Regions from separate parts of the Mus musculus genome. Here all the other regions are linked to region 5. A link is a contact called in public HiChIP or PLAC-seq and promoter capture Hi-C data. All regions are on one chromosome and are shown on one strand. The core of a region is the stretch at or near the end of the contact, and the rest is flanking DNA. Distances in the headings are between cores, read along the strand shown. Region 1 holds the start of Cox5b (cytochrome c oxidase subunit 5B). Region 2 holds the start of Cnnm3 (cyclin M3). Region 3 holds the start of Ankrd39 (ankyrin repeat domain 39). Region 4 holds the start of Kansl3 (KAT8 regulatory NSL complex subunit 3). Region 5 holds the start of Rpl31 (ribosomal protein L31).

Region 1 (5,534 bases), core at 2,581-5,080, 2.7 Mb before region 5:
AATAGAACACCATTAGGCTAACATTTACTGCTAGTGTATATTCACTGTGTTTTAGGCAATTACTCTGTCATCTGCAGAAAAATGTGGAGACATGGAAGACACTGTGTCAAGTGAGAGAAGAGACTCACAGAGCGACCAGCACAAGTTTCCTCTCTCATGTGGAAGCTGAACAAGGGCGTCTGGACTGTAGAATAGGTTTGATATGCTTGGCCCAGAAACTGGACATATTTAGAGGCGTAGCCTTGTTGGAGTAGGTGTGTCACTGTAGGTGTGGGCTTCAAGACCCTCATCCTATCTGTCTTGAAGTCAGTCTGTTTGCCTTTGGAACAAGATGTAGAACTATCAGCTCCTCCTACACCACGGCTGCCTGCACGTTGCCATGCTCCCACTTTGATGATAATGAACCTCTGAACCTGTAAGCCAGTCCCAATTAAGAGTTGTCTTGGTCATGGTGTCTGTTCATAGCAGTAAAACCCTAAAACAGATAGTAAATGCTAGAAGCTGGGAAGGCTGAGGAGGGGGCATAAAGGAAAGCTAGATTTGATTAGTGCCCACCATATACATGTGTGGAAATACCACAGGGCAGAAAACGCCATTCAAGGCCTCGCTGTGTAGCCCTAGCTCACTGGGAACTCACTACATAAACCAGGATGACCTTAAATTCACCCAAGATTTGCTGGCATCTGCCTCCTGGGTCTGGGGATTAAAGGACAATGCCACCACTCTTTAATACATCTTAATAAAAAATAAAATAATAAGAAAAAGAAGAACTAAGACACAGGGTTAGTGTAAGGTAGTTTGCCAGAGTGGCAGTTGACAGAAAGGGCAAAAGACCGAGACAATCTGAAAAGATGTGCTGCCCGAGGCCTTGGGACTCAGGTAGCTGAATGTCTGTAGCAGAAACAGCTCTGCACTGTTCTCTCAGCTAGAGGCAAACTGGGAAGACCCTACTAGTATGGAGATGAAATTGCTACACATTTCTAAGCAAACAACTCAGCATAAAGTGTCAAAATGTTTCATGCCCACACTCCTGTGATCCCAGCTACAGGATGCATTGCCACAGCCTAGGAGACAAAAATGGGAAATCTGGCCTGGTGAGGAGATTCATTCCTGTGTTCCCGGCACTCAGAAGTGAAAGAAGGGTTAAGAGTTCAAGGCCAGCCTGAGGTACAGGGTGAGAATGTCTGAAATGGTGGTTCTCAACCTTTCTGTGACCCTTTAATCCATTTCCTCATTTTGTGGTGACCCCCCACCCCCAGCATAAAATTATTTCGTCGCTACTTCATAACTGTGATTTTGCTGCTGTTATGAATCACAATATAAATTTCTGATATTCGAACTCCAAAAGGGTCCTGACTCACAGGTTGAAAACCACTGGTCTAAACCAGAAAGGGCTGGGATGCAGTTGAGTGGCAGAATCGCAGCCTAGCATGAGCGCGGTGTCCAGGATAGTCCTGTACCACAATGGCTCAACCACATGTCTCTATTGTGCTCCTGACTGAGCTCATGAAGAGTCTTAAAAAAAAAAATCCTCAAAAACAAAGCCTCAGAAATCTCTATATCCACCAGTCCACCAGGGGGATAGTTGGAGTCATTCCAACACATCTATAAAGAATATTATGCAGCAATTATAATATATGTGTTGACCTGGAGGAACGTCCACAAAATATTCTGTTCAATTAGAAAAGCAACTCCTCAGTCATTTATATTTTTATCTCACAAGCAAATCCATCTCGTGTATGTGCATTTCTTTGTGCTCAGGACACTTCTGTTGCCACCCTGGAGACTTCCAGGAGGGAGAGTTTCCAAGTCCCACAGTACACAAAGGGAACCCTCAACCCCTCCTTGCTTCAAATCATCTCCAGGCTCAAAATATTAATTGTGCTGAGGCTGAGAAAAATCTGGCTTAGTGTGGGTCGGGGACAGAAAGAATAAATGCCAAATTGCCAGCTTGTGTTGTTTGTGTTATATGATTTTTTTTTTACAATGTGCTTTTGATGCACATTGACTAAGAATGGCCTCCATGGTCTCATATATTTGAAGGCTTCGTCATTAGGGAGTGGCATTACTTGACAGAGATTAAGAACTATGGCCTTGTTGGCAGAAGTGTGTCTCTGCAGGTGGGCTTTGAGGGTTCAAAAGCCCAAGCCAGACCCAGCGTCTCTCACTTCCTTCTGCCTGTGGATCCTGAGGTAGAACTCTCAGCATCTCCTCCAGCACCATGTCTGCCTGGATGCTGCCCTGCTTCCCTCCATGATGATAACGGGCTAAACCTCTGAATTGTAAACCAGCCCCAATTAAATGTTTTCCTTCATAAGTGTTGCCGTGGTCACAGTGTCTCTTCACCCTAACAAAGACATCTAGTCTTGGTTTTCCTGAGTGTTCTCTAAAGGAGGAAAGATGGTGGAGCTGGCTGATGGGGCTGACTGGGGTTTTCCCTCTTAATGTGGACACAAATCAATAATGGGTTCATTGGAGGAAAGATGCCTTGAATTAGGAATTAATCCAGATGATTGTAGTGGAGACAAGGAAGTAAAAATGAAAACTATGCAAAGTGTAAGCCCATCTTCACAGTCAAGAAATTTGGTGCCTCATTATAGGCTATTTTTTTTTCTTGGTTGAGGGCAGCCATGAAGACCAGGTTAGTTCCTCTGAAGGAATGTTCCACCAGACCCTTTTGAAAATAACCTACAAGGGGTAGGTGACAACACCCAGGAATTTAGTCCTTTGTAGTTTTCCTCAACTTGACCTTTTGTAGTCACAAGCTCTATAAACTATATTTTTGGTCCAAGCGGCAGGATTTACTAAAAGTCATTTGATATTATTATGTCAGGCCTCTGCAAGGTACTTAAGATTTCATCACTGGGACGCAATTAGGGAAGCATAGATACTGTATGCAGCCATAGTGTTTCAGGAATGTTCCACAACGAGAATAAATCGAAGAAGCCAGTGTTTGGAAATCTAGTGAACGCTCTGCCGTGAGTTGTCAGGCTTTACCTGTGTGCAACACTGAGCAATGGAGGACGTTTTCTGTCTAAATTAGAGACTTCTGGCCACGGTGCCTATTGTCATTTCCAGTTGCATTATTAACTTTCTTTCTGTCCCTCCTCCTCCTAGTATCCTCATCGTGGTGGAGTGGCCATCAGGAGGTATCCTACATCTATGCCTCCAAAGCCCTTCTGCACCGCACCCCCCGCACCCCCCTCATCCTTGTCCCTGGGGCCAACACCATCACCTCCCATAACATTACTATAGGAGGAAAACTGAGGACGGTGCAACAGCTTTAATCCCAGCAGAGGTAACCAGATCTCTGTGAGCTTTAGACCACCCTGATCTACATAGGGAGTTAAAGGTCAGCCAGGCTACATAGTGATACCGTGCTTAAAAAACAAAACAAAACAGAGTGGAGGAGGGAATTGAGGCTAAGACTGTGTGTGTGGGGGGGTGTACTGTCAATTTCTGACGGAGTGGGCCATTGCAACAATTTGGTAACAACTAAAGCTGTCTGCAGTCTCGAACCCGTGGCTAACAGGCATAACAAACACAACAGGCTTCCTGAGCTCACGCCCAAGGTTGTATGATTCGTGGTGGAAGCCCTTGACTGCGGGAACTTCGGCTTCCACAGCACCTCCACTACAAGAACTACTATGTGGCTGGGACACTGGGCGCGAACACTCAAGCGGACAGGTCATGAACCCGAAAGCCGCTAGCTGTCAGGGTGACTGACGCCACGCCCCGGAGGCGGCGGGAGTCTGCGCGGCCCACGAAGAGGCAGAACTGCGCATGTGCGGCGTCTACTTTTAGCGCTGCTTCGGCTGGTCGGGGCAGGAAGCGGAAGACTGACCGGGCGTTGTTAGACTCCCACCAACGGAAGTCCCGCCCATCTTGCTCAGCCTGTTCCCGGAAGTGCATCTGCTTGTCTCGGGCGAGATGGCTTCAAGGTTACTTCGCGGAGTGGGCGCTTTGGCGGCGCAGGCCCTGAGGGCCCACGGCCCCCGTGGCGCGGCCGTGACCCGCTCCATGGCTTCTGGAGGTACGTGACCAGCTGGGCGGGACAGGCCGGTGTCCATGGCCTCCGGCGTGGTTGGTGATGGGCGGTCGAGCGGGGTCGGCCATTAGCGTTCTCTCGAGCCCTGCTGACCACCTTAGGCTCCGGGAGCCGGCGCTCTGTCCGGTCTTGCTGTAATTTCGGCCGCCCACCCGATCGAACCCGCTTTCAAAGTGCCCTCACTGGAAGGTGCCGGGTGACCTTGGAACACAAGGACTTGGAGGGCTGAAAAAGCGCTGGACCAACATTCAAATCCCTTGCCCGCCACCAGCCAGTATACTCTCATGACTTGATTGTAGGGAAAGTCGACAACCAAGCTTCCGCGGTGGGAAGGGAAAAACGGTATGGCTTGGGAGTCATGCCTCAGTGGGCTTAGGGGACTGTGGGAATGGGTAGCTTGGGAACCCACCAAAGAAGCGGATAACGTCACCTTTCCCGTGTTGATCTTTTTATCGTGTATCCATCGTGGTCATATCAATTGCCGTAGCTCATTTTTCTTCTTCTAGGTGGTGTCCCCACTGATGAGGAGCAGGCTACTGGGCTGGAGAGGGAGATCATGATAGCAGCACAGAAGGGACTGGTAAGGAGAAATGCTGTGTCCTCTGGAGCCCTGGGGCTTGGATGGGATTAGAGGAGTTCCTGTCAGCCAGCGTCTGGTCCTGACAACCCAGCTTGTAGGAACGGCCCTTTTGCAGTGCAGTGGCAGGCGTTATCTGTCATAAATAGTCAACTCTTGTCTCTTTCAGGACCCATACAATATGCTACCTCCAAAGGCAGCTTCAGGCACCAAGGAAGACCCTAATCTAGTCCCGTCCATCAGCAACAAGAGAATAGTGGGCTGCATCTGTAAGCACTTTGTTTTTATTTTCTGGCCCATTTGTTTATAACCTGCCTCACAGAATGTCTATAAATTGCTTCAGATATGTGTGTATGATGGACTGTATGTGTGTAAAAATGTAAATATGTGTATACATTGTTGTAAGGGTTGTTGACTGTCTTAAGTCTCAGTATGCATGAGAAGTCACAGAAGGCAGATGACCCTGGAGCTGTAGTTACAAGCAAGGCTGTGAGCCACTTTGCTGTGGCTACTGGGAATTGAACTCAGGTCCTCTGGAAGAGCAGTCCATGCTTTTAATTGCTGAACTATCTTTCCAGCCCAGATTATTTACACACACACACACACGTATGTACATACATATGCCAGGTACTGTTTGTTTCAAGCACTAGGGATACACATGAGTACAGATCCTGTTTTGGAATTTTGCATAGGGACTGGAATTGTTAGAACCTACAGTGACCCCATACAAGGTTATCTTACTCACAGGTAAATGCATCCCCGCTTTTTCATTTGAAGGAGCGGAGCGTGAAGTGGTCTCCTAGTCAGTGGCAGTTTTGTTGCTGTGTCCGAAGTGTCTGTAGGAAAGAGGTGAATGCTGAAAGCCTCCCTCTGTACATGGACGCTGGATGACTGTCAACCGTCTTTCCC
Region 2 (5,156 bases), core at 1,387-3,886, 2.9 Mb before region 5:
AGAAGCGCAGCTGTGGAACAGTTTGGTGGCAAGCACACGTGCTGAGAACTAGCATGTGCAGTCTTGGGCACCAAGGCCAGAGAACCCCGCAGGGCTGGAATGGGAGGTTGTTTTATTTGTGCTTGGTAGAGGGTCTCCATGTGGAGCCCACGTTGGTCTCATGTGGTGGTGACCCACTGCCTCTAGCTCCTGGGTGCTGGTATCACAGGCATGCACCACCATGTTTCGTTTGTTTGAGACAGGGTTTCTATTATGTACCTTTAGCTGTCCTGGAACTTGCCCTGTAGACCAGCCTGGCTTCAAACTCAGAGATTCACCTGCCTCTATCTCCCAAGTGCTGGGATTCGAGATGTGTGCCACCACGCCCAGCCCTGGTTGGTAACGTTGTTTTTGAGCTGGCTGGTCTCCATTTGCTTTCCTTTCTTCCAGTACCCTGGGTAAGCTGTTCGTGCTGGCACGTGTCATCTCAGCACACAAGAGACTGAGGCAGTAGCATCAGGAATTTGAGGCCAGCCTAGGCTACAAAGGAAGGCCCTGCCATCAGGGGAAAAAGATTTGCACTTGGGTAGGCAATGGAAAGAATACCCCAAATGAAAGGCTAACGTAGAAATGTGTATACAGGGATGGGATGAAGTTGGAGCCGTGTATACAGAGATGGGATAAAGTTGGAGCGGTCTGTTGTCCATCACAAGTGTGTTTGGTGCTGAACCCCTGCGACATACCAGCTGCTCTAGCTTTGTGGGGAAGAGATCATTGTCCCAGGCCTTCGCCCCTCCTGTCACTTCTCTCTGGGACCTTTCTTCCCAGACCTTATAAGGCTTGCCCCTCATATCAACCTCTGTTCAAATGTTCCCTCCTTGATTACCTACATCTCCGTTAGCATCATCTCCCCAATGTTTCCTCGTCCTCTCCTTATAACACTTCCAACCGGGTCTTAAAATGTTTCCTGGGATCCCAGCACTGGTTCTGAGCACCACGAGGGTGGAAGCTGTTGTCCCTGCCAGAGTTCCAGCCTTTGGGAAGTTACCTGTCCCGCACACACTCAGTGTAGGAAATGCTTGTCACACGAGCAAATGAAGAGCACATGGAGCTAAGATGCACAAGCTAGCCAGGGAGATCATACCTTGCCCCCATTTATGAGGTGTTTGCTTTGTTACATTTTTTTATTGTTATTTTAAAATTGATGTTTGGCCAGGCAGTAGTGGCACATGTCTTTAATCCCAGCACTTGGGAGGCAGAGGCAGGTGGATTTCTGAGTTCGAGGCCAGCCTGGTCTACAGAGTTCCAGGACAGCCAGGGCTACACAGAGAAACACTGTCTCAAAAAAAAAATTGATGTTTGTATGTGTATGTTTGCGTGTATGCACATATGCCATGTGGGACTGTTTCAGTTATGTCTACAGAATCCATTTTAGAAAAAAAATTCAAGAGGCTGGAGAGATGGACTCAGTGGTTAAGAGCACTTACCACTCTTGCAGAAGGCCTGGTTCCCAGAACCAACATGGTGGCTCACAAATGTCAACTCTAGTTCCAGGGGATGTAGTGCCCTCTTCTAGCCTCCTTCGGCACCTGCATACACAACACACATACATACACTTGGGCCCACACAGACACAAAACAAAACAAAACATATGTATAAGATGTGTACATGTCTTAGTACATTTAGGGAGAAAGTAGAGAGAAAAATGCAAAAAACAGGGATACCCATAGAGAAGCTAATCCCATAAAGACCACATACAATGAACGAAGAATGCTCCATCTGATCATGCAGGTGTCTTCCAAAATAAGGACAAAAAGAACCCTCTCAAACAGCTTTCTCAACCCGAGGAATCAGAATAAACTGTGGTTGTGAAGCTAGCATGTATGGAAATTCCTGACAGCTGCTATCTCCCTGCATGGCTGAATGACCCGAATGTCAGGTGCATGTCAGAAACCAAAGGCACACAGAATCAGTCTCTAAACATCGTTTTATTGTAAGCTTAATTACATGAAACAAGTGTGAAGATTCAAGGAAACAGATTTTTCTGGGTTTGAGTATTTACTATGGACCTTCCTATCAAGGCATCTTCCTCAAAAGCAGGTGTCTGTCTTGATATCCACAGAGCCCAACGCAAAGCTAAGAGACTTTAGCTTTAAAACAAACCAATAGAGCTGGGTGAGGTTAAGAATGTGTGCTGAGGACCAGAGTTCAGTTCCCAGCACAGCTTCCCATTAGCTTGGAACTCCAGCTCCAGGGGGAATTCGACGCCCTCTTGCGTCTGCCCAAAGCACTGCCCTCGCAAGCGCAAACCCACATACAAATACAAATGATAAGAAAATGTTTTAAACAAACGACTCCAGGTTTCCCTGTGCCCAGTCCCTGGTTCTTATTCAGCCCTTAGCCTTGCTGGCCAGAGGGTTAATGACCTTCCTTTGCTCGTCCACACGCGCCGGGAACTCCGAGGCCGTCCCAGACAGCCGCCCCGCGTCCTCCCTTGCCTGCGGAGCCCCACGCCCCTCCGGCTCGCCCCGCCCCGCGCCGCTTGTTTACTCCCCGGCGCAGCCTAGTTCTCCCCAGAGCCCGCCCCCGCCAGCCGCTTATTGGTCAAAGTGACGCGGAGGCCCGCGCCGATTGGCTGCAACAACAGAGGCGCGGGTGAGTGGGGTAGGCTGCGCCCGAGGCCCAGAAGGGGTAGCAGGCCATGGCGGCGGCTGCTGCGGCTGTGGTGGGTTGGTTGGGCTGGGTGCTTGCCGCGTTCTGTCTGGGCAGCACCGCAGGGGAGGCGGCGCCGGCGCCGGGCGCGGGACTGCTGAACTTCTGCACGGAAGAGGACAGCGCACCGGGCGCGGGCTCCCTGCGCGGAAGGGCAGCGCCAGAGGCCACTTTGTGCTTGCGACTCTTCTGCTCCGGCTTGGCCAACAGCTCCTGGACCTGGGTAGCCGCCGAGGGCGCAGGCTGCCCGGAGGGCGGACGGGCCACGGAGCCCGAGGAGGCGGCCGCCCCGACGGGCGAGTGGCGCGCGCTGCTGCGCCTGCGCGCCGAGGCCGGCCACCCGCGCTCCGCGCTGCTGGCGGTGCGCGTGGAGCCGGGTGGTGGGGCCGCGGAGGAGGCGGCGCCGCCCTGGGCGCTGGGGCTGGGGGCGGCCGGGCTGCTGGCCCTGGCGGCGGTGGCGCGCGGCCTGCAGCTGAGCGCGCTGGCGCTGGCGCCGGCCGAGGTGCAGGTGCTGCGCGAGAGCGGCTCGGAGGCGGAGCGCGCGGCGGCGCGGCGCCTGGAACCCGCGCGGCGCTGGGCCGGCTGCGCCCTGGGCGCGCTGCTGCTTCTGGCCAGCCTGGCGCAGGCGGCACTGGCCGTGCTGCTGTACGGGGCGGCGGGCCAGCGCGCCGTGCCCGCCGTGCTGGGTTGCGCGGGGCTGGTGTTCCTGGTGGGTGAGGTGCTGCCGGCCGCCGTGAGCGGACGCTGGGCGCTGGCGCTGGCGCCGCGCGCGTTGGGCCTCAGCCGCCTGGCGGTGCTGCTCACCTTGCCCGTGGCGCTGCCGGTCGGGCAGCTGCTGGAGCTGGCAGCGCGGCCGGGGCGTCTGCGGGAGCGCGTGCTGGAGCTGGCGCGCGGCGGCGGCGACCCCTACAGCGACCTCAGCAAGGGAGTGCTGCGCTCCCGGACCGTGGAGGACGTGCTCACGCCGCTCGAAGACTGCTTTATGCTGGACTCCGGCACTGTCCTAGACTTCAGCGTCCTCGCCAGCATCATGCAGAGCGGCCACACGCGCATCCCAGTGTACGAGGAGGAGCGCTCCAACATCGTGGACATGCTCTACCTCAAAGACTTGGCTATCGTTGAGCCCGAGGACTGCACACCGCTCAGCACCATCACCCGCTTCTACAACCATCCACTCCACTTTGTCTTCAACGATACCAAACTGGACGCTGTCCTGGAGGAGTTCAAGCGAGGTAAGGGGACGCCCCTGTTAGAAAGGCCCCAGAAAGTGATGGCCTTGTACCTGCGAATGACCTTTGGAAATATTTAAAGACCCACCTTTTAGAAGCGGAAGGAAGTGCTATGGGAGTCTGATGCGGGAGGATCGGAAGGTGGTTACCCTGTTTGTTAAATAGAAAATTTTAAAAAAGTTGGGGATGTAGCTCAGTGCTTGCCTAACATACATGAAGCCCTGACCATTACCCAGTACCACATAAACCCAAGCAGTGGCCTACCTACTTAGAAGGATGGAAGCCGGCCTGGACTAAAGATTCTGTCTCAAAAGTAAATGAATGAATAAAAAGATCCATTGGCAGGCAGCAAGCATGCCTACTTGGCTCTAATCCCAGAGGTTTCCTTCTCCTGGGCTGTATTGTGCACTTGGGCTTCCTAGTTGCCCCAGATTCTTGGATAGTAACTAAAATGATGTCAAGAGGGTTAGGTAACTGGAAACTGTTGTCTTTGCCTTTTTAGCATTAAATTAGCTGGACCTGTAATGGTTCCTGGCCCTTTCAGATTGTGGGATTAGAAAGGACTCATAATACTTACTGTGGGTACTGAGAGAACTTCCATTTTAATGTCATCGGAAGCAACTCATGAATAATGACTTAATTTTCCTTCCTGGCTTTTTTCTCCCTCTTAATTTTTTTTTTTTTTGAGATTTTTATTGTTATGTTTATGAGTGCCTGTGTTGTTCCTCATGCATGCAGTGCCTATGGAAGCCAGAAGAAGGCGCTAGGTTCCTTGAGACTGGAATTACAGCCAGCCACCCTGCTGGTCCTGGGAACTGAACCCTGCATCCTCTGGTGCTCTTGCTTCCTCTCTTTCATTTAAATTGTTTTTCAGTGCATGTCAGCTACCTGCTCTTCCCTAACCCCATCTCCATTCTCCCCTTTTTTACCTTAATGTCTCCTTTCATTCTTTTTGAGCAACCCCTATTTTTTTGTTTTGTTTGTTTGTTTTGTTTTGTTTGTTTGTTTGAAACAGTGTTTCTCTGTGTAGCCCTGGCTGTCCAGGACCTCACTCTGTAGACCAGGCTGGCCTCAAACTCAGAAATCTGCCTGCCTCTGCCTCCCGAGTGCTGGGATTAAAGGCGGCGCCACCACGGCCTGGCGATCAGCCCTTTTTTGTTTTTTAAGATGTACTTATTTTCTGTGTGTGAGTGTTTTGCCTGCATGTGTTTATGTACACGGTGTGTGTGTCTGGTG
Region 3 (5,038 bases), core at 1,506-4,005, 2.8 Mb before region 5:
GTTAAGAGCACTGACTGCTCTTCCTAAGGTCCTGAGTTCAAATCCCGCAACCTCATGGTGGCTCCCAAACATCCATAATGAGATCTGATGCCCTCTTCTGATGCGTCTGAAGACAGCTACAGTGTACTTAGATATAATAAATAAATTTTTTAAAAAAATCTAAAAAAAAAAAAAAAATCAAAACAACAACAACCAGAGCTGGAGAGCCGGAGAGGAGCTGGTTCAGGAACTGTTGCTCTGATGAAACTCATTCTTCAGAAGACCTGGGTTTGATTCCTAGCACCCATAAGGTGGCTCACAACCATCTGTAACTCCAGCTTCAGGGGATCCAATCTCCTGTCCAGGCATATGCATAGTGCATACATACAGGCAAAACAGTCATATACGTTAAACATGTGTGTGCATATATAATTTGTATATATAAATAATTATATTTTTGTTTATTTTTTTACTTGTGATATATATACACACACATACACATATATATCTGTAATCAAAGAGATGGCTGTATAATTTGTATATATATAATTATATATACTGTATATTTTTTACTTGTGATATATATATATATGTATATGTATATATATATGTAATCAAAGATGTAATCAAAGAGATGGCTCAGTAGTCAAGAGTAGTTAGTTGCTAGGGCCAGGCAGTAATGGTGCACACCTTCATCCCAGCACCAGGGAAGCAGAAACAGATGGCACTTTGTGAGTTCGAGGCCAGCTTGATCTACAAAATGAGTTCCAGGACAGCCAGAGTTATATAGTGAGACCCTGTGGTTGTGGGGTGGGGAGAGATGGACCAACAAAACAAAACATAGCACACATACATACACAAAGAAAGTCACCAAAACAGATTTAATTCAAAACTAAAAAAATAAATAAATAAACCCCATGCTTTACAGAAAAAAAAAATTCACATAATAGGTATCTTTATCACATGTGAAAAATAAATAAAAGAATAAGCTGATAAAATTGCAGCAGGTGATAACAAACAATTTCTGAGACAAAGTGTCTAACATGCTCTGCCTTGAACTGGCCTTGAACTGTGACCTTCCCGTCTCAGCCTTTGAGTCAGTCCAAACTGCTACAAAGAGAGCAAAGCATTAAGGTAACAGGGTAACCAGAGTGGAAATGCCAGGGCTTTGAATACCACAAGGTTTCTTCCTCCACACAGGAAGGGCTGACATTTTGAGGCAGATCATGTCTGTTGTGGGGAGCCAACCTGTGCGGGTCAGATTAGCTGTGACACACAAAAATATCTCTAGACCTAAACTGGGCATAATTGTCCCCAGGTTGAGGACTCTCTAAGGAAGGGGGGTCCCTGAAGAAGTGCCATAGAACTGAATGCTGGCGGGAAAGCCTCAGTCAGCCTGAAGCGGACTAACAAACAAAACAGACCATGTCATCGGACAGAGGGCTTGCATATTTTAGAAACATAAGGGTGATGGCTGCAAGGGTGAGAACCATAAAGAGGTACAGAAACACAACAGTCAGTCTGGCTTGGGGAACTAAACGCAATAGGAGGCGCTGGAGAGGCGGCTCAGTTAAGAGTTCTGTCTGCACCAGGCCGGTGGTGGCGCACGCCTTTAATCCCAGCACTCAGGAGGCAGAGGCAGGCGGATTTTTGAGTTCGAGGCCAGCCTGGTCTACAAAGTGAGTTCCAGGACAGCCAGGGCTATACAGAGAAGCCCTGTCTCAAAAAAAAAAAAAAAAAAGAGAGAGAGAGAGAGAGAGAGAGCGCTCTGGCTGCTCTGCAAAGGACCAGGGTTGTTTCTCAGCTGGTCACATCTGTAACTGCCAATTCCAGGGAATCTGAAGCCCTATTCTGGCCTCCAGGAGCTAAATGCACATAAATAGTCTTTAAATTAAAAAAAGCGTAAATGTAATCATCTCATTTGTTATTTTCTAAAGGTACAGCGGAGAAAACACTTCAAGAGGAGGAAGCGGGGAGTCCTATTATGTCCCTAGTCCAAAAGATGGGGGTAGCAGAGGTGTAGAGAAACGCCGCCCGCTAGGAAGCCATTCCTATGGTAACCATCAAGTGTTCCGTATCATCAGCCCTACACTGATGACAACCTTGCTACAACTGCACAAACTACCTGTTCCTGGGGATAACATGGTAACCGGCACAGAAGAACAGGGACCACTGCTAATAGCAAAATCTCTGTATGATTTTGGACAAAACAGTCACACCCCTGCGCTCCACAGTAAATCTTTCGAGATCACTGTCATTGCTAAAACTTGTACACTCACACCCGAGAGCAGCAAGGGCCAGCTGCCCTGACCTCCCCGGTGGATACGAACCACCAACTGCAGATTCTTTCCCTAGCTCCTCTGTCACCTGACCAGGCTGTCTCCTAGCTGGGTTGGTCTCCAGACCCAGTTCAGAAACCAATGCCTCAATTTACCCGTCCGCACTCGAGACGGAGTAGTCGAGGGGCTTCCTGCCACGCTTTGAAGCCAGCCTTCCTGCACCAGGCCCGGAAGCTCCAAACACGGTTCGAGGCCTCCTTCAGTCCACGTTCCCGGAGATGGGGCTGGAGATTGCCCGCCGCCGGCAACGCGGCCGCCTCACCCCTCTCACCCCTGTCGAAGTCCATCTCCTCCAGCGTCTGCTGTACCCCGGGCACCGCACTAGGGTGAGAGCAGCAGGAGCCATCCGCGCAAAGGTGCGGCGCCGCCATCCCGGCGGCCGGGACTGCAGCCAAGCGCTCCTACGAAATGCCCACCCCTCCGTCCCAGGTTGACCACTCGACGTCCGTAGTTGACCTTCGAGTCCCGCCTCCTCGCCCCAGGCCAACCAATCCTGCATTTAGACCTTAGCTTAGCAACCAATGAAAGTGGTGAGGTGTGGCTGGATAGACTGAGCCTTGCTGCTTTGCTACCACGGGAGGGCGCCCAAGGCTAACTAAGCACAAGGAAGAGCAAAGGCTCGGGAATCCGTTGAGCTCCCCGGGAGGAGGCAGGACAGTTCGTGCAGCCTCGCCTTGTAGGGTGAGGGGACCAGGCAGCTTGGCCTGTCTGGTAGTGTTTATGTCGCATTCGCCAGAACCGAGGCCTCGCAGGTTCCCCAGGGCACAAGGACTCTAGACGCGGCCCATAGTCCCTCTCTCATCTCCCAAGCATCACTTGAGCTGTAGGCCATCCATGGTCAGATCAGTGACCCGCCAGAAAGCTACTAACACTCTGACCCTCGTTCTTTAGCAATCCATCAGGAAGCAGGTGGCCTGAGGGCAAGGACCTGGTAGACCACCTTTGTGCTTAAGCCTCTGCCCACTCAGTGGGCGCTGGTTGCCAACACCCACTGGGCAGACAACTGAGCTAAGGGAAACACACTCAAGTATTTCCCAGCCTCTTCTGACCCACACTCAGGGAAACAGCAGCCTGCTCAAGGGTCATCCAAGTGTATGGGGGGTGGGGGGTGGGGTGGCAGCTAAGGGTGGGCAGAGAGCTCACTGTGGTCTCTGTTCCTATGTACCGGTTAGATTGATCTAAACCAGGTGTGTCCAAATTGCAGCCAACAACAGCATCAAATTTAGCACAACACAAAATCTTAAAATGTCTTTTTTTTTTCCTCCTTCCTATTTTCCTTCTCGAAATCCGATTGGCAGGCAGCTCTCATTAAGGGCGCTCAGAAATGAATCCAGGCTGGGCCTGTTGTTTTTCCCAGGAACATCTGGGCCTACACCACTCCCTCACTAAGACAAGGGCTTGATACTGACTGGGTGGCAATAGGGGACTATCCCTACCCAGATAGGACATTCGAGACTAGCATTCTTCCCCTCCCACGGAGCTTGTCCTAATCTCCATCTTTATAAAGACACTGTCCACACAACTTGAGAAGCCTCTCCTTCAGCCCCTGACTCCCTGCTCACCCTCCCTATAGTTCTGGGAAGACCGTCTCCTTCTCCTCCTCTTCCCGAACGCTCTGCCTTGTTTCCCTGTGGCACCAGGCCAAGTCCAGCTCCCAAGCAGAGTAGCCCTGCTCTGGCTCCCAGTCCCATAGGCATCACTGTGGGAAAACACTTGAGTCTCAGCTGGCCCCTCCAGAGATGCACGGACAGGCATTAAGACCATGATGGCCCAGACCAAAGGATGAGTCCCTCTTAGGTCAATAAGTGGGTTTGAGTCAAAATATCTGTGTGGCAGGGTTAAATTTCATTTTCTCCATTTTATTTGTCAATATAAAAATACTCAAATATTTACAACAAATAAATATGTGGGGACACAATAAGTTACACTGTTAGCCCTTTTCCCAGAGCAGGGAGAGGATAGGCCAGTATCCATAGCATGCCCACCTCCTCCCTTCCCTCCCCCAACAACCCTTCCCAGCCCTGTCAGAAGAGCGCAAATATAAAATACCACCGAACCCGGAGGGCAAGTGGGAGGCCCTGCCCACCCCTCCCCCTGAAGCAGGAGGTTCCATCTCCACCCCCAACCCCCGCCCTGAAAACATTCACAGCCCTAGGAGCAGGGCTAGGCCCACCCCCGAGTCCCGCACTCCCCCAAAAGGGGTACAACACCCTGTCCTTCCCTTCCCCGTATGTACATCACTGCCCCAAAGCTTGGGACAGCTGGGGGTAGGAGAAGCAAAGTGCTATGACCCCCTTCCCCTTCATAGCTCCAAAGACTCAACCAGGAGGACCCCAGGCCAAGGGAAGACGTGATAGAGACAGGAAAGTTACAACACACACACACACACACACACATTCTTCCACATGCATACCAACACATATATGCACAAACACGCCCACATCTTGAAACCTCTTCCTTGCAAAGTTTTGGCTGCTGGGGTCCCACATGTCTCAAATTCACAGAGGAGGGTGTGTCTCCTGTGAGGCTGAAGTCCTGGTGAGCCACACCAAGTGGCAGTGCCCATGCTGAGCAGGTCCTCACGGCCGGGCAAATGCTGGGCAGTGTCTGTCCCAGGCAGAGCAAGTGCCCCTGCCATGTCCCTGAGGTAGCTGGTGCCTGTGCAAAAGTTAAGAGTGCACCTCCCATGAGACCCCCCCCCGCCAATGAGGTGGGGGGGT
Region 4 (5,222 bases), core at 1,421-3,920, 3.0 Mb before region 5:
GAGTCATTAAGATACAAACACAAAGCAGGAAGTTTTATATAGTTAAAAAAAAAAAATTCAAATTCTACTTAAAGGCGGTTTTCAGTTATCCCCAGGCCAGAAGGATCAGGATTATGCTAGAATGTTCCCCTAAAGTCACGGCTCATGGACGATGAGGAAACTGAAAGCCAAAAACCTGTTACTATCATTAGGAAAGAAAAACTCCTCTGAGCTGGGAGGTATTACAGGTCTGCACTTGGGAGGCTGAAGCAGACAGATCTGTGAGCCAGCCTGATCTACATAGAGAGTGCCAGGATGGCCAGGGCTACATAGAGAAACCCTATCTTAAATAAGCAAACTATTACTCTAAGCCACAGCAATGACTGCAATCGGAACGTAGGGAGGCTGCCAACCTGAACTACACAGCAAGCTCAAAGCCAGCCAGGGGTACACAGTAAGACCCAAGTGATGGAGGTAACACAGATCTATAATCCGAGCACCTGAGAGGTGCAGGCAGGAAGATCAGAGTTCATACTACTTACTGTCTGGAGAGAGAGAGAGGGGTGTGTGTGTGTGTGTGTGTGTGTGTGTATAGAACCCAAATACAAGATCTCAACTCCCACCAAAACAAAACAAAAATAACCTGTGCTTGAGGAAAGATTAAACATGAAGTCAAAACAAACACAAAATCTCCTATCTTAAAATTTGTAATGATCAGAAAAAGAGTGTCTCAACAAATCCTGATACGAGTGAAGTCAGAAGGTTCAAAATTAATTAGTTAGGTCAAATATAATCAAATCATTTATCAGAGAGTACATTTTTGAAATGTTCTTGCCCCCTGACATAGGGTGGCTGGAAAGATAAAGAGACTTACTTAGGAAGGGTTTAGATTAACCCACAGGTGGCTTTTTGTAAGGAGGTAAGAATTGAAAGCAATGTTTTGGGAACTGTCTCCCAATCTGTGCACTGAAGCCAGAGACTCAATGATAGATTGTAGCCACTGCCAAACAAACTAGATGCTGCAGTAAAGGGAAGAAGGAATTATCTAGTTACTGGGAACTAAGCAAGCTAGGCTGTTTTCCTTTGCGCATCTCCCTTTCCTAACTCATGTTTGGCAATGTCTGTGTAGGTGTCCAACTTTGCCCTGCCGTTCTGATGCTGCTCATCCAAGCTCTCCATTCACCCTGCAGCCCCAATCACTCCTAAGAACATCTAAGCCCCGCCACGCATCACTTCCTTAAGAAGGAAACCCAAACTCACATGGTATTCTCAAACTCACATAGTATTCTCCTGCTGCCGACGGGGGGTTACAAAGAGCATGCGGGTGGGGCGGGCACTACTGGCATCTGGGTGGGCACTCCACGGTTTTGCATAGCTATGATCCAGGAAAACGAGGTCCAGTTCCCGCTCATGCACTGAAAGCTGGAAGAGCAGGGAGGTACCCATCCGCCGAGCTGAAGTCTGGAAGTCCCTCTCCCCACCCCGGTGGGCCATGTCAGTAGTCAAGCAGCCAAGTCAGGGTGTGAATATCTGCATGCTAGTCACCTGCAGTGAAAGGGGGCTTGTGAATTCAATAGCTTCCATTTCTCCCAACTTTCACTATCAAAACATGTCTTTATGCTCAGCATTCGATCTTTGATTATGCACATCTATGTGTCCTCCCACACCGCCACCAAACAGAACGGTGCCATACACAATTTTATAACTGTAAACTGACAAGACTCCACAGTTCACAAAAACATGACCTTTGCAATTGCCAAGGCGTGGTGACGCACGCCTTTAATCCCAGCACTGGGGAGGCGGAAGCAGACGGATCTCCGGGAGTTCAAGGGCAGCCTAGTCTACAGAGTGGGTTCCAGGACAGCCAGAGCAATATATTGAGATCCCATCTCAAAAACAAAAACCTAAATTTGCTGGGCAATTTTCTTCCTGGGTGGTAAAGGTTTTTGCAAACCAGAGGGATCACAAACATGAATTCATCAAAAGCTAAAGGTCCCTACTTTTCGTCCCCTAAACAGGACGTGGGCAGGGCTGGTCTGCTCGGGTGGCCCCAGCACAACAGGCGGGCACCGCGGGCCTCCAAGCTTCATTGCTTTGGGCTGAGGTCAAGGGGACTCTCCTAGGGTCACGCTCCACCAAAGGTTTGCATCAACCTCATGGTACTCCGGAGTTTTGGGAAGAGAAAAACTAGAGCCCGCCCTCAGCCCGGCCGGGCCCTCAGAAGGCCTCTCCTCCTTCGCCCTCCCTCGGCGAGGCGCCCAGCAAACGGCCCGCTCCTCTGAGAGGTTCCCGCCACGGAACCGCAGAACCTCAAAACGGCCCACCCGGGCGGCGGCCCCGGAGCCCGGACGACTCGGCCAAGGTCATCCCGAGTTCCCGGCGAGGAGGAGCCGCCCGGCCCCACCTCCCCTCCCGGGGCCCTCCTCGGCCTCGCGCCTCGGCCGCCCCAGCGCCGCGTCTGCCTCCCGCGCCCCGCCCGGCCGGCCCGGCCTGGCCCGCGGCTTCAGCCCCCGACCCCTCATGCCCGCGGAGCCCCGAGGGCTTCTCCGAGCCCGCCGCCCAACGCCTGGAACCCCACGGGCCACCACCCGCGCCGGGGCAAAACCGCGTCTCACCCGCAGTTGTCGGCCGCGCGCTCGCCCGAGCCGGACCCCAATGCGCGTGCGCCTTACCTCCCGGCGCCTTGGGCTCTGAGGAAAACGCGGAAGCAGATCGCTCTCCCGGAACCGCGCGGCGGCGAGCGGCAAAGCCCGGAGCGGATCCGCGCCCGGGACCTGGCTAACCTGTGGGGAACGCGGAAAGCGCGCGCGACTCCCGGGGCAGAGACGTTCTCCCTCTGCGTTTTCTGTGGGAAAAGTGAGGACAAAGAGCAAGATAGTTCAGACCACCCCAGCGCTCGGTGTCCCCTTCCCTGTTACAGAGCTGGGTTCAATTTGCAGTGTGCGGGTGGGGTTTATTTCAGCCCATCGGGGTTTATAATCCTAGCACTCTCTGGAGGCTGAGACAGGAGGATCGAGGTGAGTTCCAGAACAACCTGAGCTACACCATGACACCCTGTCTCAAGACCTCAAAGCAAACCAGAGAGATGGGGAGATGAAGAGAGGGAGGGAAAGCTTTGCAGAATGTTGGGATACAATTCTAGGGCTCTGCGGAGTTTAATAAGAAACTGGTACAGCTCAGACTAGGATGAGGTGGAAGATGAGGCAGAGGACAGATGTAAGGTTCAATTTTTTTTTCCCCCAGGTTTTTTTAATTAGGTATTTAAAAGGATCTTTACCAATCCTAAATCAGATAGGGGACTAATATCCAATATATATAAAGAACTCAAAAACATGGACTAAAGAAAACCAAATAACCCCATTAAAAATGGGGCTCAGAGCTAAACAAAGAATTCTCAACTGAGGAATACCAAATGGCTGAGAAGCACCTGAAAAAATGTTCAACATCCTTAATCATCAGGGAAATGCAAATCAAAACAACCCTGAGATTCCACCTCACACCATCAGAATGGCTAAGATTAAAAATTCAGGTGACAGCAGATACTTGCAAGGATGTGGAGAAAGAGGAACACTCCTCCATTGCTGGTGGGATTGCAAGCTTGTACAACCACTCTGGAAATCAGTCTGGTGGTTCCTCAGAAAATTGGACATAGTACTACCAGAGAATCCAGCAATACCTCTCCTGGGCATGTATCCAGATGTTCCAACTGGTAATAAGAACACATGCTCCACTATGTTCATAGCAGCCTTATTTATAATAGCCAGAAGTTGGAAAGAACCCGGATGTCCCTCAACAGAGGAATGGATACAGAAAATGTGGTACATTTACACAGTGGAGTACTACTCAGCTATTAAAAACAATGAATTTAAGGTTCGACTTTTAACTGCTTGGCTCAGCCTTTTTCTCAACTTTGAAATGTGCAAATGCCTAAACCCTGATTCACCAGGTTGCCAGGGGAATGCAGTCAATTATTTCTGCCACCTGTCAAGAGCTCCATTGATTTCTTGATGGCAATTACTATGAGCGACCCCCACCTCCCGGTCTTAGAACTCAGTGTTATTGGTTGTTTTTTCATTTATGGAGGGGATGGAGAGACAGGGTCCCATGTATCTCAGGCTAGGCTCATTCTAGCTATGCAGCCAGGGAAGACCTTGAATTTGGTTGATGGTTTGGTTCGATTTGGGTTTTGATTTTGTTTGGTTGGTTGTTTTTGTTTTGTTTTTGTTTTTGTTTTGTGTTTTGAGACAGAGTTTCTCTATGGAGCCCTGCTGTCCTGGAACAAGCTCTGTTGGCCAGGCTAGCCTCAAACACAGAGATCCGTCTTCTGCGCATGCCCACCACTTCCTGGTTGCCCTTGAACTTCTGACTCTTCTGCCCCTCTTCTTTTCAAGTGTCCGGATTATAGGCCTGCACCACCATAGAACACTGTTTTAAACACTCAGTTGCCATCCCATTTAGGCTTAAATAAGGTAGAGGGGTCGGGAAAATTAAGCTACAAAATGTTTCTAAGTGTACAACGACTGAAAATTAATTCAAGGGGTGTAACTGGCAGTTCATGACTCACATCCACAATGTCACTGCAGCCTTGGTTCTGAGCACACAACATGCACTTTCGCACGGCTCGTGCCATTTAGCTAGCTAGAGTGCCAACAAATCTTTCGAAACCCCTTGGCTCAGATTTTAGACTACTGTATGTTATCAATTGCAGTGTTTTTGCTGTAGACACAAAGTTTTCTGCTCTTACAGAAACCTGATAGTTTTATTACAAAAACAAAGGCTCTTAATATTTTCCTATCTTTCAGCATGTGTCAAAGTAGCATTTCTTTGGATTGTGACAGAATGCCTAGTCTTAGAAATTGCATTTTGAATGGCTGACTTGGGCTTCCTAAAACAATCGTTAAGTGAATTTTAGCTTGGTATCAGGGCATACTGCCCAATCATTTCTGAGAACACTTCTGCCATTTTATAGCCTGTCTTTATATGAAGTAGCTTTCTTAGCATTAATTACTATAAAATCAAACTACCTATCCCCTCAGAGGCAGAAGGATTAGGAATTCAAGAACAGCCTCAGCTATACAACAGTAAGTCAGAGCCAACCTGGGCTATGTGAAACCCTGTCCCCCAAATTAAAAAAAAAAAAAATCAAAGGAAAAAAGAGGCCAAATGTTTTACTTTTCCATTAGAAAGACCTCCCCTTGGGTTAGAGATGGTTCAGGGGTTAAGAGAACTGACTGTTCTTCCAG
Region 5 (5,509 bases), core at 198-2,697:
ATCTAATCTGAGTCATCTAGAGAAATGCTATTAGTGCTCAGATGGACTTCATATTATGGAGATAAATAGCCTTGCTTTTCTGTAGAAAAGCTCATTAGAAATGAGGCAGGGGAATTTTTTTTCCTTTTTGATTTTTTAGCTTAATCATGTGTGGACGGATATGTCTAGTTTATTGACTCCTTAAATTATTCATGTTTTACTTTTAGTATGAAGTCAGGAACTCACAGCCTTTTATAAACTCAGCTTTTCTAATTAACCATTATTTATTAACCATAACTAATTATCATTTCTTGCTCAAGTCAGCACACTCTGACTAGTGGGCTCCTCTGTCTTCTTGCTAAAGATCCCAAATTCACATTTTCATATTCTCTTTATAGCCCTTCCTCCCTCTCCCTCCCTCAGTCTCTACTCTCCCCTTCCCTCTCTCCTCCCCTTACTCTTGGATCTAGTCTCATTGTGTAGCCAAGACTGGCCTCTGTGTAGTCCGTCCTTAATTTGGCATCCTCTTGCTCTGCCTCCTGAATGCATCGCTCCAGACTTCCTTTTAAATTATTTTTGAGTGGCTCTGCTTGGGAGATTGCGTTGCAATTTTCTGAGCTCAACCCCAGTACCAATCAGCACTCCCATAGAACCCCTTCTGGTTTGGATTCTCTAAGAACTAGAACCGAGCCTGTCTGCTCCTTTCCTCCTAGCCCCACTGAGAAGTCATCAGATATTGTCAAGCGTGTTTAGCCCACTACAGTCAAGGATATCTCGAACTCCTGATCACCTAACTCAACCCACAAAGTTCTGGGATCACAGGTGTGCACCACCACACGTGGCTGTGGACACTATTTTCTTAAGAGAGAGAGAGCAGTTGCCTGTCCACCCCAAGTCTGACCTTTGGGGAATCCAAAGGCCCCAGCATCCCTTAGCCAAAGGAGGCAGAGACATAGGTTCCTTGTAAGATCGTGGAGTTTCTGCCTGCCTGTCTTCTTGCCTGTGAGATCCTGAAACTTGCTCATTGCTGAAACTCCAATAGACAGGCTATTCGGACATGTTTAGATTCGGAGATCTATTTTCTACGGACGTGCCTGGCATTTCCGTGGGCATTTTCGACTTGGAAAATAAATTCTTTTGTTGTCGTCTCGGTCATTCCGGGGACCTTCCGCCAAGCACAGTATCTAATAGATTAAACAAACGTAGAGTGAGTGAGCGAGTGCACCCGAAAAACTGGAGTATCTTCCCTCCCGGCCGGGCGTTCCGAATCCGGGTTCGGGTTGGGATTTAAATCCCATCCCGCACCTCCACTGCTCAAGGCAGATTGCAAGAAGACTGACAAGATCGACCCCGCCCTGGGCCCGCCCTGGGTCCGCCCCATGCCGCTCGCTCCGCCCCTGACGCGCGCTGTATTTACGCCCCAGCCTAACTCCTAACTTCCCTCGCCACACCTCTTCCTCCTCGCCTCCCCGTGACCCGGAAGTTGTACGGCTACGCGACTTTCCCTCCCACAAACCCTCGCGCCCTTCCTTTCCTACTTGGGCCCGGCAGAGTGAGTATGGCTGCGGGGTCGCGGCTCTGAAATCCGGCGCCATCCGCGCCCGGCGCGGGACGGGCAGGCTCGGTGGGGTTTGTCCCGCGCCGCGCGGAGGCTCTGCGGTCCGGGGCGGTGGGAGGACGGCCTGCGGGGTACGGGTGCACCTTAGCTCGGGCTTGGGCTTTCCCACTACCTGCTTAGAGCCTCCCTCCCTGTCGCCTGCGTCTAGATGGCTCCCGCAAAGAAGGGTGGCGAGAAGAAGAAGGGCCGTTCTGCCATCAACGAGGTGGTGACCCGAGAATACACCATCAACATTCACAAGCGCATCCATGGAGTGTGAGTACCGGGCGGGCGGTGTGGCCCGCGACCCCCTTCGGGCTCCGGCCGGGCTGGGCTGTCACCCGCGAGCCTTGCTTACAGACTGGGTGCTCTAGAGGGCAAGCGGGTTTATTCCGGTGTGGTTGTGTGTACGTGGAAGGTGTGCGGGGTTTGGCTTGCACGGCAACCGGCTAGGAAATGGAGACTGGAGGCTGTGATGGAGTTTGAGGGAGCGGTTAGACTTGGGGAAGGTTGGTGGTGCTAAAACGTGAGTTCTGGTAATCCGGACGTGTAAAAGGAAAGTCAGTGACTTGTACGCTGCAGGAAAGTGGCCGGTTACTACCTCAAGTGCGAAATACGATTTTTTTTTTCGTCGTCCGATTATACAGATTTGTGCAAATTCGGGGCAAGTTGTAGTAAAGTGGCGGTTACAGAGAGTGATTGCGGTCCTTATTTGTACACGACCTATCTGCATTTGCGTTCCAGCCCTAGAGCTTGAGTTCTTGGACTTGATGGTTTAGTATTTTCGGAGAGATTTTGCCGGGTTGAAATGTGTGTCTGCACCTAGTGGGTTGCCCCAAGGTCTTTGCCCGGTATGAATACTGCTGGTGGTCGGCCACGTTCCTTCCTCTATGGTTGGGCATATTAAGCACTATGAAGCACTATTTAGGCCTGTGACAAAGTGAAAGTAGGCCACAAGTTAAAGGTGGTGTGGGTGTTGCCCAGTATGTGGAAGGAAGAGTCGCTCTCAGGTGAAAGGTACTCTTTAAAAGCAGCCTTGAATAGAGCATTGTAGAAGCGAGTCGTACCCCCCCCCCAGGCCTTTTGTATTTTGTTGATAAGGCCCTATGTGAGAATCTCTAGCCTCCTTCATTCTTTGGTAATTTCTTGGTCCCCATTGTGGTGTAAACCAAGCCTCTGCTTTGTTCCACTCCTTGCTTTCCCTGTCTCATTCATTCGGGTAGTAGTTGAGCCCAGTGCTAGGTCTGCCCTCTGAGATCTACTCACTGACTGCGGCAGCCCCACTTTTTCCAATTCCCTAACCATAACATTGAGATTGCTCAGTGCTCCATCTCTTTCCTGGTCTTTGTAAGTGATACCACCTGACTGGTTGCTTGCGTGAGTTTTTTTCAAGCTAGCTGTGAAGTGGGTTGTCTGGGCACTAGAGACAGGCTGCGGGTAGGTAGAATAGAGAAAGCAGATGCTCTTTGTCTCACTTGGAGTGGACTTGACGGGTGTTGAACAGACCTGGGCTTTTTTGGTTGATTGGTTTTTGGATTTGAGGTCTTCCCACCCAGCCTCCATGTTGGGATCATTGGTGCGTGCACCATGCTCTAGAAAGGTTCAAGTTTTTTGTTTTTTAATAGCCCTCTATCATGTACCCTGGCTATATTCATAGGAGAGTGCCTGCCTCAATTCCACAGAACTTTGTCTTCCTTTTGTATGAGTGTTTTGCCTGAATGCTTGTATGCTCCACATTGGTGCTGGAATCAAACCTAGGTCATCTGCAAGAGCAGATATTTTTAACCGCTGGATCATCAGGACCATCATTCAGGATTGCTGTGAGCAGGCCTGGTTGGTGACTGATACTCTGGGAAAGTGAGCGGGACATCTTGAACTATAGGATGCTTGGAATTTACCCCTACATCTTAAGTACTGATGCTAGTAGCTGGACATTTCATGCTTGGCCAGAGGGTTCTTCGTTTCATGATGGCATGCCATTTACATATATAATTTTTGACTTTTTTTTTAATGTGCTTGTGTTCTGAACCTTAGGGGCTTCAAGAAGCGTGCTCCTCGGGCACTCAAAGAAATTCGGAAGTTTGCCATGAAGGAAATGGGGACACCAGATGTGCGCATTGACACCAGGCTCAATAAAGCCGTCTGGGCCAAGGGAATAAGGTACTGAAGTTACTTGGTGCAGTGATGACAGCTTATCCAATTCCTTATATAGTGTGTGTGTGTCACATTTGAGAGTTCAGTTAGCAGATGTAGGGTAGAAAAGATACTGGGACAATGCCTCAGGCTAAGCTTGTGTCTTCTGTTGTAAGGGAGACAGCAGTATTGGAAGAGCTCCATTGGCTGCAGGAAAAAGCAGTGCTTTAGAGCCTAAGGTGTTGGCCTCCCTGGGAAGGAGTGTTCTGCTGCCCAGAAGGGTTGATATATGTCATGTCCTGTAGCCTATAAGGGGATTAACACCGAGGTTGGGGAGTCCCTTGAAAGTGGATTAAGTAAGATGGGGCGGGGTACAGCTGCTATCATAAGCATACGGTTTGAGGTGTATTAGATTATCCAACAGAGAACTGCAGTATCTGCCTTGAGGTACGGTGAGTGGTGGTACACGAGAGCATGGAGAAGTTTGTAGAGATCTGGGGCCTAAATAAGCACCTAGCAGCTCCAAAGATTACGAAGGAAGGAGATAAGTCAGCTATGTGGCTTCTGAAGGGGGAGGGTTGTGTGTACCTTTTATTTGAATTAATGGCTATTATCTGTTGGCAGTCACTTTCTGTCTGCTTAAGAATAATTGGTTACTGTTGGTGACTGCCTTGACATCCTAACAGGCCTGACACATCCTGAGACTGGCCTGTTGCTCATTCACCTGGGTGTTTTCAAGGTCATAGAGGCTTGTTTGCCAGAACACAAGGAACAGGGATAGATGTGAGAAACTGCCTTGTTTCTGACGGAAGCATTGACCTTAGCAACACATTTTTATTAGGAACGTTCCATATCGCATCCGAGTACGCTTGTCCAGAAAACGTAATGAGGATGAGGATTCCCCAAACAAGCTCTACACGCTGGTAACTTACGTGCCTGTTACCACATTCAAAAGTAAGTATCCCAGCGTTCCGCAGGAGTTATTGTATGTGAGATGATGTGTGTCTTAACTATGTTCAGTGAAGAGGTAAGCAGCAGGTTAAATTATCAGATGTTCCTTAAAAACTAACTGGCTGGGGGAAGATAGTACAGAGGTTGCTGGGAAGGGCGGCACAGGCCATGGGTTGTGCAGTGGCCTCCAGCTGGGGCAGGATGCGTGGGTGCTGACTGGCTGTTACTCTCCTTCCAGATCTACAGACGGTCAACGTGGATGAGAACTAACCTGCTCGTGTCAAATAAAGTTGCAGAACTGCCTTCAGGGTTTGGTTTTCCTTTCTGTTGTCTGCCTCATGGGTGGAATTTTTGGGTCTACAGGGTGTTGGAAATTAATCTGAGAATCTCTGTTCTGGGTACATGGGAAATTAGAAATACGTGAAACATTCTTTTCACAGAAGTCACTTTATTAGGATTGTGGATTTGGGTTGGTTTTGAAACAGGGTTTCTTGTGGCACTGCTTGTTCTATAGAATAGGGTGGCCTTGAACTCAGAAATCCACCTGCCTTTTCCTCCCTAGTATTGGCAATTAAATGCCCAGCTTGTTTGTAAGCTCTCATTTTCAGTTCCAGGTTTATGTGTGAGCCTAAGATTAGGTAAAGATTGAGGTTATAACTTAAACGTACTGAATTAACTTATGTTGTGTGGGTCCCAGGAATTGGACCTGGGACATCAACTCTGCCTTTCCAGCCATCTTTGCCAACCAGTAGCTCATCTCTGGGATGTGTCTGCCCTCAAAATGACATTTTAAAAAAGTCAGTACAAAAGAACGATTTTTATTAAAAACCTTGAGGACAAACATTAAAG

What was found. Promoter capture Hi-C pulls out the DNA fragments that hold promoters and counts their contacts. HiChIP or PLAC-seq counts read pairs in DNA pulled down with a chosen protein or histone mark. Capture Hi-C pulls out chosen DNA fragments and counts their contacts.
Region 1: a contact with region 5 is called in a promoter capture Hi-C map of liver, with 3 times the contacts expected there. The contact joins the promoter of Cox5b here to the promoter of Rpl31 in region 5. A contact is called at or near these places in 3 of 39 promoter capture datasets (liver and pre-B cells).
Region 2: an H3K27ac HiChIP or PLAC-seq map of large pre-B cells shows a contact between it and region 5, with 7 times the contacts expected there. The contact joins the promoter of Cnnm3 here to the promoter of Rpl31 in region 5. A contact is called at or near these places in 2 of 39 promoter capture datasets (liver and pre-B cells) and 1 of 115 datasets of contacts at active chromatin or transcription factors (large pre-B cells).
Region 3: a contact with region 5 is called in a promoter capture Hi-C map of adipose tissue. The contact joins the promoter of Ankrd39 here to the promoter of Rpl31 in region 5. A contact is called at or near these places in 3 of 39 promoter capture datasets (the C10 cell line, liver and pre-B cells) and 1 of 9 other capture datasets (adipose tissue).
Region 4: a promoter capture Hi-C map of liver shows a contact between it and region 5, with 2.7 times the contacts expected there. The contact joins the promoter of Kansl3 here to the promoter of Rpl31 in region 5. A contact is called at or near these places in 2 of 39 promoter capture datasets (liver and pre-B cells) and 1 of 9 other capture datasets (liver).

Annotation. Positions count from the first base shown.
Region 1 is chr1:36,687,657-36,693,190 of GRCm38.p6, forward strand. It overlaps Cox5b (cytochrome c oxidase subunit 5B), which reads left to right and starts at 3,831. Exons shown (of 4, transcript NM_009942.2): 1 at 3,831-4,033; 2 at 4,555-4,628; 3 at 4,795-4,894. The coding sequence starts at 3,931.
Region 2 is chr1:36,509,231-36,514,386 of GRCm38.p6, forward strand. It overlaps Cnnm3 (cyclin M3), which reads left to right and starts at 2,637. Exons shown (of 8, transcript NM_053186.3): 1 at 2,637-3,923. The coding sequence starts at 2,681.
Region 3 is chr1:36,544,497-36,549,534 of GRCm38.p6, forward strand. Ankrd39 (ankyrin repeat domain 39) reads right to left here and starts at 2,756. Exons shown (of 4, transcript NM_026241.4): 1 at 2,590-2,756. The coding sequence starts at 2,689. Sema4c (sema domain, immunoglobulin domain (Ig), transmembrane domain (TM) and short cytoplasmic domain, (semaphorin) 4C) reads right to left here. Exons shown (of 15, transcript NM_001126047.3): 15 at 4,143-5,038.
Region 4 is chr1:36,366,511-36,371,732 of GRCm38.p6, forward strand. It overlaps Kansl3 (KAT8 regulatory NSL complex subunit 3), which reads right to left and starts at 2,671. Exons shown (of 22, transcript NM_001310513.1): 1 at 2,595-2,671; 2 at 1,259-1,524. The coding sequence starts at 1,473.
Region 5 is chr1:39,366,404-39,371,912 of GRCm38.p6, forward strand. It overlaps Rpl31 (ribosomal protein L31), which reads left to right and starts at 1,448. Exons shown (of 4, transcript NM_001252218.1): 1 at 1,448-1,852; 2 at 3,611-3,736; 3 at 4,551-4,663; 4 at 4,899-5,508. The coding sequence starts at 1,746. The coding sequence ends at 4,930. Tbc1d8 (TBC1 domain family, member 8) reads right to left here. Exons shown (of 20, transcript NM_018775.4): 20 at 5,092-5,509.